Regions from separate parts of the Sus scrofa genome. Here all the other regions are linked to region 3. The links are chromatin contacts, called in public Hi-C and HiChIP or PLAC-seq maps. All regions are on one chromosome and are shown on one strand. Each heading gives the region's core, a stretch centred on a gene start, on an enhancer-like site or on the middle of the called end of the contact. The rest is flanking DNA. Distances are from core to core; before and after follow the strand shown. Region 1 has its middle 52 kb from the start of RNF149. Region 2 holds the start of RNF149 (E3 ubiquitin-protein ligase RNF149). Region 3 has its middle 19 kb from the start of CNOT11.

Region 1 (4,157 bases), core at 888-3,387, 120 kb after region 3:
AGGTCTGGAAATATGTGGTGGTGTGTTTTTATGGGCTGGGTAGTTTCATGGGCTATGAGTGGAAGGATTATTCTAACTATTTCTAGGGAGGGGTGGGGTTTCCAGGAATTGGGCTACCACTCACTTTTTACCCTTTTATGGGTGGCCTCAGAACTGTCGTGGCACCTGTGGGCATGTCCCTCAGCTGCTAATGTGTTACAATGAGTGAATAATGAGGCTCAGGATCCACTGGGAGCAGAATCTTCCACCATCTTGGACCTAGTGGGGTCCAACCAGTTTTATGGGACAATAGTTCTGTCATCCTTTTAAAAATTGTGCCCTTTCCCCTTCCCTCCTCTTTCACTGTCATGGCCAAGCAGAATCCTCAGAGGTGGCTTTTTGGGGACGCTGAGCCTACCATCTCCCCAGATTGCCTGCATTCTGAGTGAAGACAACTTGCCTTTCTATTAACATTTGTGAATCTGATTTTGTAAGCAGTGAGCAGAGGGCCCTGATTGGACAATAGGTCCAGAGCATGGTTTTATTAAAATATTATATGATGACCTGGGAAATGCGAGACATAGTCAGGATAGAACAAATGCTTTTTTCCTCCACGAGAAATTAAGCGATCACTGCCACAAGCATTTCTGTTATGTTGAAAGTCATGCTAGTCGGCATCAAACAGCCAGATACTTCAAGAAAGGAGGAGCTAAATGAAGGAACTTAGCAGCTGGAGGTGTTGGAAGGGCTGTGAGTATCAAAGACCCAAGAGGCAGTGGGGGGTCAGGAAGGTGGGTCTGGGGGTGGGGACTGTGGCAAAAGCTCCCACTGCCTGGCTGGAGTCCACATTTGAGTTATATATATATTTTTTGGAAACATTACTGAATCCAAACAAAAATTCGATGCTGAGAAAGACGTAAAGAAGCCTGTTTGGTGGTGGTCCAGAGCATGCCTCTGGAAGTCTGGGTGCCACTGCCAACCTAAAAGCGGCTCCTCGTTATTTTCTCCAGCAAAAGATATGGAGGGAGGACTTACTAGGGATCAGGAGACAATTGCCTTTTGGGGTCTGCAACCCTTGCAAGTCAAGTGCAAGTCCCTGCTTGGCAACGAAGGAGAACTCTTTTATAGCTGGGAAGAGGAAGTCGAAATGCATATAATAAACATGTAGCCCCAGTCATTCCATTGGCTGAGTTGTTTCGCCACAAAAGAAGAACCTTTCTTCTTCCTCTTGGGTGTTTTCTTCCCACAGCGTGAGAGCGCCCCCTTCTGGTCTCCTGATTCCATTTAATTGCAGTTTAATTGCAGTTTCATTAATTTTTTATAGCTGGGAGACTCTGGTCAGGTTATCACACTTGGCAATTAGAATTCTCCTACCTCCCAGGGTTGGTGCCAGGGCTAAATAAGGTACAGTTTGTGAAGAGCTAACACAGGGCACTTAGTTAATTCTCCACTGATTTACAGTCCTTGCGTCAGCTGGAAGCTGGTCCTGTCTGAGCCCGAGGCCACGCCAGGGATGGCCATTCACCAGGGGTCAAGGACAGAGGACAGAGAAGGAAAACTACACAGATCTGACCCAGCTCTCCTCCAACCCCGTCAAGCATTGAGAAGAGGGAGAGGAGGCTGAGTTTAGACGGTCCTGGGTTTAGCACCCACTGGGCTTCCTACCTGGTCCTGTATCCCAGGAATGCTGGTCTGAGAGCTGCTGGACTGCTGTGGTCCCACGTGGAAAACTGAAGCCTTTTCTTCCTTGCAGAGCGGACGTTAAAAACTAAATGAGATTTTTTTTCAAAAAAAGTATGTAAAATACCTAGCTCATAGGACGAGTTCAATTACAGTAACTGCTGTAATTAAATTATAAATAACTAAAATATAAATACTTTAAAATAATTAAAATATCACTATTAAAATATAAAGTATTTTTGTGTTTGTCTTGCCATTATGTCCGGTAAAACATTGTATTTTCAAAGGAGAGAGCGCAGTGTGTGTGTGTGCGAGGACCAAGGATACGTCGCTGACCACGACTGGTGGCTCCGGGCTGCATTTTCATCCTGGCCTGGCATCCTATCCAGGCTGGACCCTGGGTTCTTTCTCGCCTCTATTCTGGTCCGAATAAGGTGAAGGTCCCAGGCATAGCCACCAGGTGGCGCCAAGGTCCTTTGCTGCGGTTGCTGTGACGAATTGCCAGGATTGGCAGTTTGGTCAGAAGTTCTGGGAGGGTCAGTGGCTCATCTGGAAGTGGGCAGGAGTATGGAAGACCTCAGTGAGGGGCAAACAGGCTAGAGAGGAGAGTCACAGACCAAGGAGGATCAAAAGAACACCTACCATGAGCCACAAACCTGCCGAGTGTGAAATCAACTCCCTCAAGTAGCTCACAGCCTTGCTGAGGCGACCCATGGGCACATGACCAACATACACGTGAAACTAGTGAGACGTATTGCTACCATTTCTTTAGCCCTGGAGGTGTGTTAGTCTCTGTATTATAATTACCCCCATTTTACACAGGAGGAAACAGATGCAGATGAGGCACTAATTTCCCAAATTAACAAAGCTGAGAAACAATGGATTTGTGCTTCGCCAGTCTGTTTGAAAGGCTGTGTTAAGAGTTTTACACACCATTACTCCTCCAGTAAAACAAGGCCAAACCAAACAGCTCTGCTCCTTTAAAACTCATGACTTTCGGTTGACCTCAGCGAGAGCTGATGGCCACGATGGCAGGACACTCCCCAAGACCCTCCCGCTGCCCCCCCACCTCCCCTCGTCCTCCTGCCCCCTCCTCACTCTCCATGGCATCTGACGCACCCCACACACTGCCTTCTGGTGACCCACCCTCCTTGCCCACCTCCACAGCCTGGTCTTTGCCATCACCAATGCTGTGCTCTGGAGAGCACTGGTCTGCACACTTTGTTTCCAGTGATCCGGCTTTCCAGCTGGAGGTCTCAAGAACGCCCCCTGCAGGCAATCATTACTGGGTCCCCTGATGCCCAGCTTCTCTGGCATTACCCTCTCCTGCCACCCCTCCCTCAGATCCTTCCTTCCCTCCCTCCCTGGATTAGTTGCCACAATGCAATATATCAGCTACTCTTTTGTTTTTAAAACAGCTGCAGAAATGGTGGGTGACTTTATCAGGGGCAGGGATTGCCATGTGGTTCCAACAGCAAACAGTGGGGGTGCTGAGGATAGTGGCTGACTTGATGGAGCAGAATCTCCCAGACGTCAGTGGACAACCTGGCTTCAAAACCAGGTTAGTTATTATTTGGGAAACATAAGCCTCCTGAGGGATGGGCCATGTTCTCTGCTGTGATCTCAGCATGGTGTCGGTCAAGTGAGACAGATGATGGCAGAGGAGCTGCTTAGGGCTCTGGAGCAGGAGAGAGGGCGTGGGGTGTGTGTGTGTGAGGGTGCCTGAATGTCCAAAGTGCAGCTTCTGGCTCTGGAGATGAGCCGTTCAGACCTGGGCGTGGGAAGGAGTGGAGGTAGGGTGGCCAGTCCACCCTGGTTTGCCCTGGAATTTTTTTTCTTTGTTTTTTTAGGGTCGGGACTGTGGCATATGGAGGTTCCCAGGCTAGGGGGTGAATTGGAGCTACAGCTGCCGGCCTGCACCACAGCCACAGTAACGCAGGATCTGAGCTGTGTCTGTGACCTACACCACAGCTCAAGGCAATGCCGGATCCTCAACCCACTGAGAGAGGCCAGGGATCGAACCCGAAACCTCATGGTTCCTAGTCGGATTTGTTTCCACTGCCCCACGACGGGAACACCTGCCCTGGAATTCCTGATGCCACCACCGAGAGTCCTGTATCCAAAGATGCCTCAGTCCTTCATCTGAGCCAGTGGGTCACTCTCTGTCTTGTCTCTAAGACAAGATGATCTCTGAGAAGCCGGAATGTTGGTGGATGGTCTGTCGAAACTTTAGGGTTGGTCACTCTCATGCCATCTTTTGCCACAGTCTTAGGTGGACCCCGAGGCATGTTTTCTCATCAGCAAAAAGGAGTTTTTTGGTAGCTCTGAACTCTAGGAATAACAACCATGCTAAGAATGGCAAATGCTTCCAAGAGTGGAAACACCGAAGTGTGGACACAGCAGCATTTTCCAGGCTGCAAATGAAGTGCATTGTACTCGGGCCCTTAAAAAAAAAACCGTGTTGGGGTTCCCGTTGTGGCTCAGCAGGTTGAGAACCC
Region 2 (4,288 bases), core at 1,416-3,915, 67 kb after region 3:
GAAAAGAACTGCTGTGGGTGGGGTGAGCCCACATTAGGAAGTAGATTCAGAGAGTTCCCTGGTGGCCTGACAGTTAAGGACTCAGCACTGTCACTGCTGTGGCACTGGTTCAATCCCTGGCCTGGGAACTTTTTTTTTTTCTTTTTTAGGGCCACACCTGCAACATGGAAATTCTCAGGCTAGGGACTGAATCAGAGCTGCACCTGTGACCTACACAGCAGCTCACAGAAACACTAGACTCTTAACCCACTGAGTGAGGCCAAGGATCAAACCCAAATCCTCATGGATACTAGTCTGGTTCGCTACCCTTGAGCCACAAGGAAACTCCTGGCCTGGGAACTTCTGCATGCCACTGGCACCGCCAAAAAACAGAGGTAAACTCAGACGTGCTGGCAAGGACCCAGCATTAGAGAACCCTCACAGGCTGCCTGCCTGCTTTCTTTGATGGAACCCTGTCTACTGGCTGTATCTGGGATGCTGTGTAAAACCCGACAGGACTTTTCACTGCAGTCTTGAGGTAACATGACTTGGGTCCAAAGCACAATTGGAATAACTGCACCAAAGGTGGTGCCTCACTCAATGCCACCATGAGGACATCTGTTCCCATTTCCTCTCCAAACCCACTTCCTCTCTGTTGTTAACTGAGGAATTTCCCCTCTCCTTTCTGAGGTCAACCCCCAAGTATCCAGGACACAGCCACCTTCCTTCTCAAAGGCCAGACTCTTTCGGTGACCTCCTGGCCATCAGAGATCCGTACCAGATTGCTCCATCCAATTTCAACATGCCTTGCTGCTGTGCTCCCCCACCCCGCCCTGGCCTACAGTTTATGCCCATTTCTCAAACCCCTCCTGAACCCTTACAGCCAACCACCTTGAGTCCCCACTTCCTCACCTCCTAATGGACTTATGTTCCTATCATTCTGCTAAAATCAGCCAAATCTAAAGTCACTTTTCTGTCCTCACTTTACCGGGCAGATTCTGAAACTGCATTAAAGAGGCTAAAACAGAACAAAATAAAAGCACAGAAAAAAGGCTCTGACTTGCAGCAGCAGCAACTTTAAAGAAAGATTTTAATCACATTAAGTTCAGAATGACTCTTGCTCTCACAAGGCCTCACAGAAATACTGCCATGTTCACTGATGATCAAATTATTACTTGGATTTCAGTTCTAAGAATGATACCCTTGCAAAATATGCCTCCTAGACTCTCACGACTTCTAGAAGATGTGACCTGCTGCCCTGGAGAATCGTGTATGTGGGAAGGGTCGCCTGGCAAAAAGTATGATTGCAACTTAAAAATTTTCCTCTAAACTCAAGCCTCAAAGAATCGGACTGGGAGTAGAGCCAGCACTGCAACCTTCTATTTAGCACGTGAGAAAACAGTACCCCAACTTAAGGCCAGGTTTTCTGACTCCAGGTTTAGCATATTGACATGTTTTAGGAAAGCGAAGAAAGCCAGACCCTGGAATGCTCCTACTCCTGCTCCACCTGCCTCGGGGCGAGGCCGCCTGGCAAGGGACCCACGATTAGGAACCAGGAGACTTTCTATCCGTGAGAACCACCATCCTCCTCCAGTGGGTTTTAATTTCTTCCGTTCTTCCCACTGCCCTGCAGAAGACACTTCTCTTGACCTGAAGGACCCAGGGAGAAGATTTAATCTTGTTCGAAGGCTGGTCTCCCTCCTAAGAGCACCCGGGGTGTGTGGGGGGGGGTCACACCCAGTAAACCTAGAGCTTCCCCCGTGGTTCCCGACAGTGGGAGCCCATCGCTGTCCCGCCTCTAGCCCTCCTTGCTGCTGCCCCTCGGGGTAGGGTCTGAGGACCCGGCCTTCGGCCGGGACCGCGGCGCAGACACCCACTCCGTCCCCGCGCCCCGGCACCTCACCCGCGTGGGACATGGGCGAAGTGAAGTTCCCGTAGTGCTCCTCGTTGTACAGGACCACCGCCGAGGCGTTTCTTCGAGCCGCTGCCAAGACCTTGTCCTTGAAGGTGCAGCCCCCGCGCGCCACCAGCGCGACCCAAGGCGCGGCCCCTTGAACGCCGGGCACGAGGAAGCGCGTGTAGGGCTCGCAGCCCTCGGGGTCGCGGTCTTCCGCGCGCGGGACGCCCACCAGGCCGTGCGCGCCCTCCTTAGGCGAGCTGTCGCCGAAGCGGCCGCTTTCCGAGACGCTCCGCACGGTCCGGTTGGTCTGCGGGTCCACGTATTCGGTGCTCACCACCGCCGAGAACCACTCGAGTGCCCGGCCCCGGGCGCCGGGGGAGCACAGGGCCAGCGCTAGCAGCGCCAACGCGCCGCGGGCCTGGAGCCGCCGCCGCCGCCACGCCATGGCCCCTGCCGCCGGGCGACTCCCGGAGGGCCGGAGGGAGCGCGCGTACAAGGGCTCTGAGGAGAGCAGAGAAGCGGCCGCCGGCGGCCGAGCCCGGGAAAAGAGAGTCCGGGCGGCAGGCGGGGCCGCGGCGCACGCGCACCTGGAGGAGGGACGGGAGGGGCGCGGCGAGGGCGGGGCTGCGGCGCACGCGCACCTGGCGGAGCGGCGGAGGGGCGGGGGCGGGGCCTGGGCCAGTTCCTCCCCCCCTGCAGACCCCAGTGAGGTGCGCTCGGGCGGAGATCTTCCAGTGCTTGAGAGCGTCTCCACCTTTCTGCCGCTTGGAGGTCCCGGAACCCGGGGAGCCTGCGGACCAAGGCTCGGGTGTGAGCGAATGACGCGACAGTTTGCGCCAAGCCGCGTCACCCCGTGGCCAGTGGCCGAGTTTGTGCAACGGGACTTGTAGCACGCTGAACGAAGCCGGGGGAAGTGACCGCCGCAGAAACGGGAAGCTTCTTTGCTAACCGGCCGGAGGCGTGGGAGCGCTGTTGTGTAAAATCGCCGAACGGATGTTTATGAAGAATTTACTGTGCGAGGCACATGGCGAAGGCCTTGCTTATCTAAAACTTTGAAAATTAGTTTAGAAACTCCAAAGCTACACGTCTTTTCCAGATACTTTATGTTACCGATTTCAGTATTTTATGTATAATCTTTAGTATTGAAGTCATTGCATCGCACTACTTGTTCAGATGAGCACTTAAATGGTACAGCATTAAATATAAAAAGAAAATTTGTTGTTTGGAAATAAAAATCGGGTGATAGTGCACATGAAACTGCTCTGGAAAGGAAGTCTTAGCAGGAAAAGAGGTTTAGAACACTGATTTCTGACTGACTCATCTTCCTTTTTTGTACAAGGACCTGTAATCGCAGGAAGTAGGTTGCTACCACTCACATCAGGCGTTTTGTTGGGCCTTACACGCTCTCATGAGTCCTCTGTTGTTAAGCCTTTCTTGGACTGAGTGTTTTAAGATGCTGCTCCAAAATGCAGCCCACAACCCATAAGTTTTTCTTGAAATTGGATCTCCTCTCCCTTTCCCATTAGGAAACTAGTTTTCCAAAGGCTGAAAGGATCCCAGGGCTTGAGACCTTCTTCTTCTTGTCCCAGGCCTAGAATAGGGAGATCAGTTATGCTGGTCATGGCAGGCTAGGAAATGGCCAAGGACAGCCATGATTTGCTGTAGCAAAACAAATACTTGTAGTTTCCAGAAGAGGCCTTTGCAGTTTCATGCTACATCTGGCACAATCATTTCCTACTTTCTGAAATCAACCTGCTCCTGGCTCTTGTCCTGGCAAACACCAACTTCAATTTCAAGGTTTAACTCCAAAGCTATTTCTTCTGTGAAACCTTCCCCAGTTCCTAAAAGCAAACTTGGGTGCTCCTAATTTGCACGTTGCTTGTGTATGTTATGCTTATGCATAATGAGGTGCCAGCACTACTGCTTTCTAAATACAGTTTTTAGTCTTCAACTACTTGAGTTTCTTCAAGGCCGGGATTGTCTTTGCTGTTTTTCTGAGTCCACCTTAGCTAGCAGACATCATGTGTGTAATCCATGTTCGTTAAATAAGCGAAATAGCTCTTTTTCTACCCATTAAGACGCACGATTACTTACAGGTTTGTTGCTCAGAGACGCTCACAGGCTAATAGAAACAGGCCTGCAGCTGCTGAGCCCTTAGACTCACACCCAAGTCTTGGCTTTTATTTTTTCACTATCAGCTACAGGCCTCAGCTAGTCACCACCCTCATCCTAACCCCCACCTCCCTCCAAAGCTGTGGTCACTGGCTCAAACCCTAGGGCCTTCAGACTTACAGAAGTTGCCCCTCAGTCTTTTCAGTTCCCCTTCCCTGCCATCCACAAGAAAAGCTGACAGGACTTACCTGACCACACTCTTGTTTTCAGGGGGAGTGGGGTAGGGTGAGGCAAGTA
Region 3 (4,565 bases), core at 1,684-4,183:
CCTTTTTAGAATAGGAGAGGTGGGATGGAAGAAGAAGAAATATACCCTGGAGATTACAATTTTATTTATTTAATTTATTTTTTTGTACGGCCGCAACCTGTGGCATGTGAAATTTCCCAGGTCAGGAGTCGAATCCATGCTGCATCTGCAACCTGCACCGCAGCTTGCAGCAACTTGGGATCCTTTAACCTATTGATCGAGGCCAGGAATTGAACCAGAATCCTCACAGAAACAACGTGGCGACTTGCTGAGCCACAACAGGAACTCCAACAATTGTATTTATTTTTTATTTCTTAGCCTGGTGACAAGCATGGAAGTGCTTATTACAGTAATATGTATAATTCTTTGTATGACTACAGTGTTTTTTTTTTAAAGTCGGTGATTAGAAATAGCTAAAATTCATTCATAAAAATATTTCACGCAACATAGATTTATATTTGTTTCATCAGACTGGGGTTGGTGTTTATATTGGGAATCACTACATAACTCTTAGTTCTGGCCAATCTTCTGTTTTTGCTTCATTTTAAATAAAAGCAAGCAAAATGATGAGTTCATTTAAGGGCCAGGGCTTTAGGGCCTGGTTGGTGACATCTGAACAGTTTCTGATGCCATCTAGTGGAAATGACGTGCACAACTGTTGGGAGAAGTGCTCAGAGTTTAGAAATAACCCCAAGAGCTCTAAAAAAGACTGATAACTGGGCCCCAGTGGTTATGAATTGATTGATCTCGGGTGTGGCATGGGCATCAGGACTTTTTAAAAAGCTCTCCAGGGAGTTCCCACTGTGGTACAGCAAATTAAGGATCTGGCAATGTCTCTGCATAGGTACAGGCTCCATCCCCAGCCCAGAACAGTGGGTTAAGGATCCAGTGTTGCCACAGTAACAACAAAAGCAACAACGACAACAAAAGTAAAAAGCTCCTCAGGAGTTCCCTGGTGGCTCAGCAGGTTAAGGATCTGGTGTTGTGGCTTTGGTTACTATTGTGGTGTGTGTTTGATCCCTGGCCTGGGAACTTCCACTGTACTGACAAGACATTTATTCCTTCCTTCAACCAGCAAGTTTTTTTTTTTTTGCTTTTTTAGGGCCACACCCGAGGCATGTGGAGGTTCCCAGGCTAGGGGTCCAATCGCAGCTGTAGCTGTCAGCCTACACCACAGCCACAGCAACGCAGATCTGATCTGCATCTGTGACCTACATCACAGCTCACGGCAACGCCAGATCCTTAACCCCCTGAGCCACAACAGGAACTCCCAGCAAATATTTATTGAGCATAGAATAAATAAATAAATAAATATTAATATTTAAATATTAAATAATATTTAAACATTTAATATTAAATAAATAATATTTAAATATTTAATATTTATTTATTCTATACTGAGTACTCTTCCAGGTCCTAGAAAAGAAATTAAGACACTCAAGATCTTAAGACCTGCAAAGATCTTGTGCTTGAGGAAGGGTTCTGTGCTTAGATTCAGAAATGTCTCAGATCACAGCATCTAGGCACTGAGCTCTGTGTTTGGACCGGTGGTGCTAGGTTTCGAGAAAGGGCTGAAAGTCTGTTCTGCTTAGCACCCTCCCAGTGGCAACAGCAGGTCAGGTCCTGGAAGTTGTGGTACTGGTGTGTTGACAGGTATCTGGTGGGGGAGAGAGGGCTTCTTGGCTCTGCAGAGCCTCCTGGTCACAACATCAGGACTCTCGTGCATTCTTGTCAATAGACCTTTACTGAACACTCCATTGGGTCAGGCACCGGCTAAGAGCTGCAGACCTAGCAGTGCAGAAGGGTGTGTACCTGCTTCACATCGGGGCAGTCTAGTTGATGATATAGGCAATTACAGGACATGGTTGGGCCACTCATCTTTCACCTGTCCCCTTATTTAGAGCCACTCTCCACATTCCTGGACCTGCCCTCAACTGCAGGAACACGGGTATAGTCTCCTGTGGACCATATGACAATCTCCCTGGGCACCTGGCTTCCACTGGGTTTCGCCATCGCATAGCTCCAGCAGGAGATCAAGCGGGTAGAAAACTAGGGTGTTTGGGGTGTTTCTTTTGCTGGCTCAGAGGAAGGGTGTGAGTTCTTAGATGACCCTTTCCTTCCAGCTTCTGACAATTCCTCCCTCTGTCTCTTTGGGCTCAAAGGTGATAACAGCTCCACCAGATTATTGCCGCTAAGCTTTGTGAGTCCCAGCATCCTACCCCTAGAGTTACATGATTTGAACATGGCATCTGCTTTTTTTTTTTTTTTTATCTTTTTGCTATTTCTTTGGGCCGCTCCTGCGGCATATGGAGGTTCCCAGGCTAGGGGTCGAATTGGAACTGTAGCCACTGGCCTACGCCAGAGCCACAGCAACGCTGGATCCGAGCCTCATCTGCAACCTACACCACAGCTCACGGCAACGCCGGATCGTTAACCCACTGAGCAAGGGCAGGGACCGAACCTGAAACCTCATGGTTCCTAGTCGGATTCGTTAACCACTGCGCCACGACGGGAACTCCGCATCTGCTTCTTGTTGGGACCTTGGCCAGAGCAACTCTGGCAAGTGTGACATCAGGACCTGCTCAGAACCTAGCACCACCGTGGGGTTGTAGCTTGTTATGAGGGTATGGGAAGGGGTAGGGTGAAGCAGGAGTGGTGGGGTAACTTTGGTTTTGTCGTGATTTGATTGGCTAATGTTACCTTATTAGTCAGTTATCATGTGGTTTAAAAGCCAGAAACAGTTTGGATTGTCTAAAGCAGGGGTCAGGAAATTGCTACCCAGGCCATATCTGTGGGTTTGGAAGGCAAAGTTTTATTGGAACCTAGCCCACACCCCTTCATTTACATGTTGTCTCTGGCTGCTTTGGCATTACAGCGGCAGTATTACCAACTCAGGTCCTTGGACTCTTTAATCAGCGGAAATTGGTAATAGGCCAGAAGAGGAATTCAGGCAAGGCTTGATCAGGATTCATGCTGCAGTAAGAGGGAGTGAAAACCAGTAACAAGTGCCCTTGCTCGTTTCCCAAGGGGGATGGAGCTGGTTTCTTAAATGGGGCAAAAGTGGAGGTGGATCGGTGGGTCTGGTCAGAGGGGTGGCTTAGGTGGTCTGCCTACCCCTTGGTGGTGCCATGTGCAGGGATCATGAGCAGTGCCCTGTTTTGGCTCTGGGCACCTCGGAAGCAGCAGTTGGTTTGTGGCCTTTGTTATCTTATTGTTCACAATTGCCCCAGCAACCCACCTGTGTAGTTATTTTTAGTCCATCATAGTTTCTGTGTATTTTATTGCTGGCCAAGACATTTGTCCAGGCACAAGCACTGCAGCAAAAGATCCCAGGTCCCAGCCTGTCTCAGCAAGGCCAAGTAGTCATGACAGCTATGGTATGGCCCACAGTGCCTAAAATATTTACTCTCTGGCTCTTTCCAGAAACAGGTTGCTGATCCCTGATCTAAGGTGGCAGTTCTCAAAGTGTAGTCCATGGAAATTTGCAGGGGTTATCTGAGACCCTTTTAGGAGGTAGGTGAGGTCAAAATTATTTTCATAATAAGTGTAAGCCATTTGCCTTTTTTACCGTGTTGACACTTGCACTGATGGTGCAATAGCAACGTTGGGTGAACTTGCTGGTCTTTAGTGCGTATCAGGGCAGCAGCACTAAGAAGCTGTAGCAGGATTTCCTGTCGTGGCACAGTGGAAACGAATCCGACAGGAACCATGAGGTTGTGGGTTTGATCCCTGGCCTCGCTCAGTGGGTTGAGGATCCATTACTGTGAGCTGTGGTGTAGGTTGCAGACGTGGCTCAGATCCCCAGTTGCTGTAGCTGTGGTGTAGGCCGGCAGCTATAGCTCCGATTCGACCCTTAGCCTGGGAACCTCCATATGCTGCGGGTACAACCCTAAAAAAGAGACAAAAAAAAAAGAAGAAGTTGTAGCAGTTGTACTCTTCACAGCTATGTTAAAAAGGAATGAAGGTTAGTTAGTTTCAGTTTCACTTAAGAATGTCCTTGATGGAAGTTCCCATTGTGGCTAAGCGGTAATGAGCCCAACTAGGATCCATGAGGACGCAGGTTCGATCCCTGGCCTCACTCAGTGGGTTAAGGATCCAGAGTTGCCATGAGCTGCGGTGTAGGTCGAAGATGTGGCTCGGATCCCCTGTTGCTGAGGCTGTGGTGTAGGCTGGCAGCTGTAGCTCCAATTCAACCCCTAGCCTGGAATTTCCGTATACTGTGGGTGTGGCCCTAAAAAAAAAAATAATTAAAAAAAAAAAAAGGAATGTCCTTGATGGAGTTCCCTGATGGCCCAGCAGGTTAAGTATCTACTGCTATCACTGCTGTGGCTCAGGTTACTGCTGTGGCATGGGTTTGATCCCTGGCCTGGGGACTTCACAAGCCAGTAAAATCATTGATTTTCTTCACTGTCATGCCTTGAGCACGTGCCTTTTTAAATCTTCTGTCTCACAAAATAAGAAATATATATAAAGCACTCATGCTGCATCCACAGTTGTCTCCCAGAAAAGCACTTTAGCTTTTTTTTTATATGAATTTTGAGCTGAATTAGCCACTTTTTTTTTTCATGCAACAGCTTTTTTACTTG

Evidence for each region. Hi-C and Micro-C count contacts between places; a contact is called where the count stands out from the background. HiChIP or PLAC-seq counts read pairs in DNA pulled down with a chosen protein or histone mark.
Region 1: a Hi-C map of alveolar macrophages shows a contact between it and region 3, with 2.2 times the contacts expected there. The contact joins two enhancer-like sites. A contact is called at or near these places in 3 of 47 Hi-C or Micro-C datasets (alveolar macrophages, embryonic fibroblasts and subcutaneous adipose tissue) and 1 of 2 datasets of contacts at active chromatin or transcription factors (alveolar macrophages).
Region 2: an H3K27ac HiChIP or PLAC-seq map of alveolar macrophages shows a contact between it and region 3. The contact joins the promoter of RNF149 here to the enhancer-like site in region 3.

The regions. Positions count from the first base shown.
Region 1 is chr3:52,978,226-52,982,382 of Sscrofa11.1, reverse strand. No RefSeq gene overlaps it. Among named protein-coding and RNA genes, the nearest start is that of RNF149, 52 kb to the left of the region's middle. Within about 2 kb of position 2,137, at least 11 of the 83 cell types and tissues checked have an H3K27ac peak or open chromatin away from gene starts, as enhancers often do. A contact at or near this core is called in alveolar macrophages, where this site is marked.
Region 2 is chr3:53,030,809-53,035,096 of Sscrofa11.1, reverse strand. It overlaps RNF149 (E3 ubiquitin-protein ligase RNF149), which reads right to left and starts at 2,665. Exons shown (of 9, transcript XM_013995949.2): 1 at 1,883-2,665. The coding sequence starts at 2,324.
Region 3 is chr3:53,097,954-53,102,518 of Sscrofa11.1, reverse strand. No RefSeq gene overlaps it. Among named protein-coding and RNA genes, the nearest start is that of CNOT11, 19 kb to the right of the region's middle. Within about 2 kb of position 2,933, at least 1 of the 83 cell types and tissues checked has an H3K27ac peak or open chromatin away from gene starts, as enhancers often do. A contact at or near this core is called in alveolar macrophages, where this site is marked.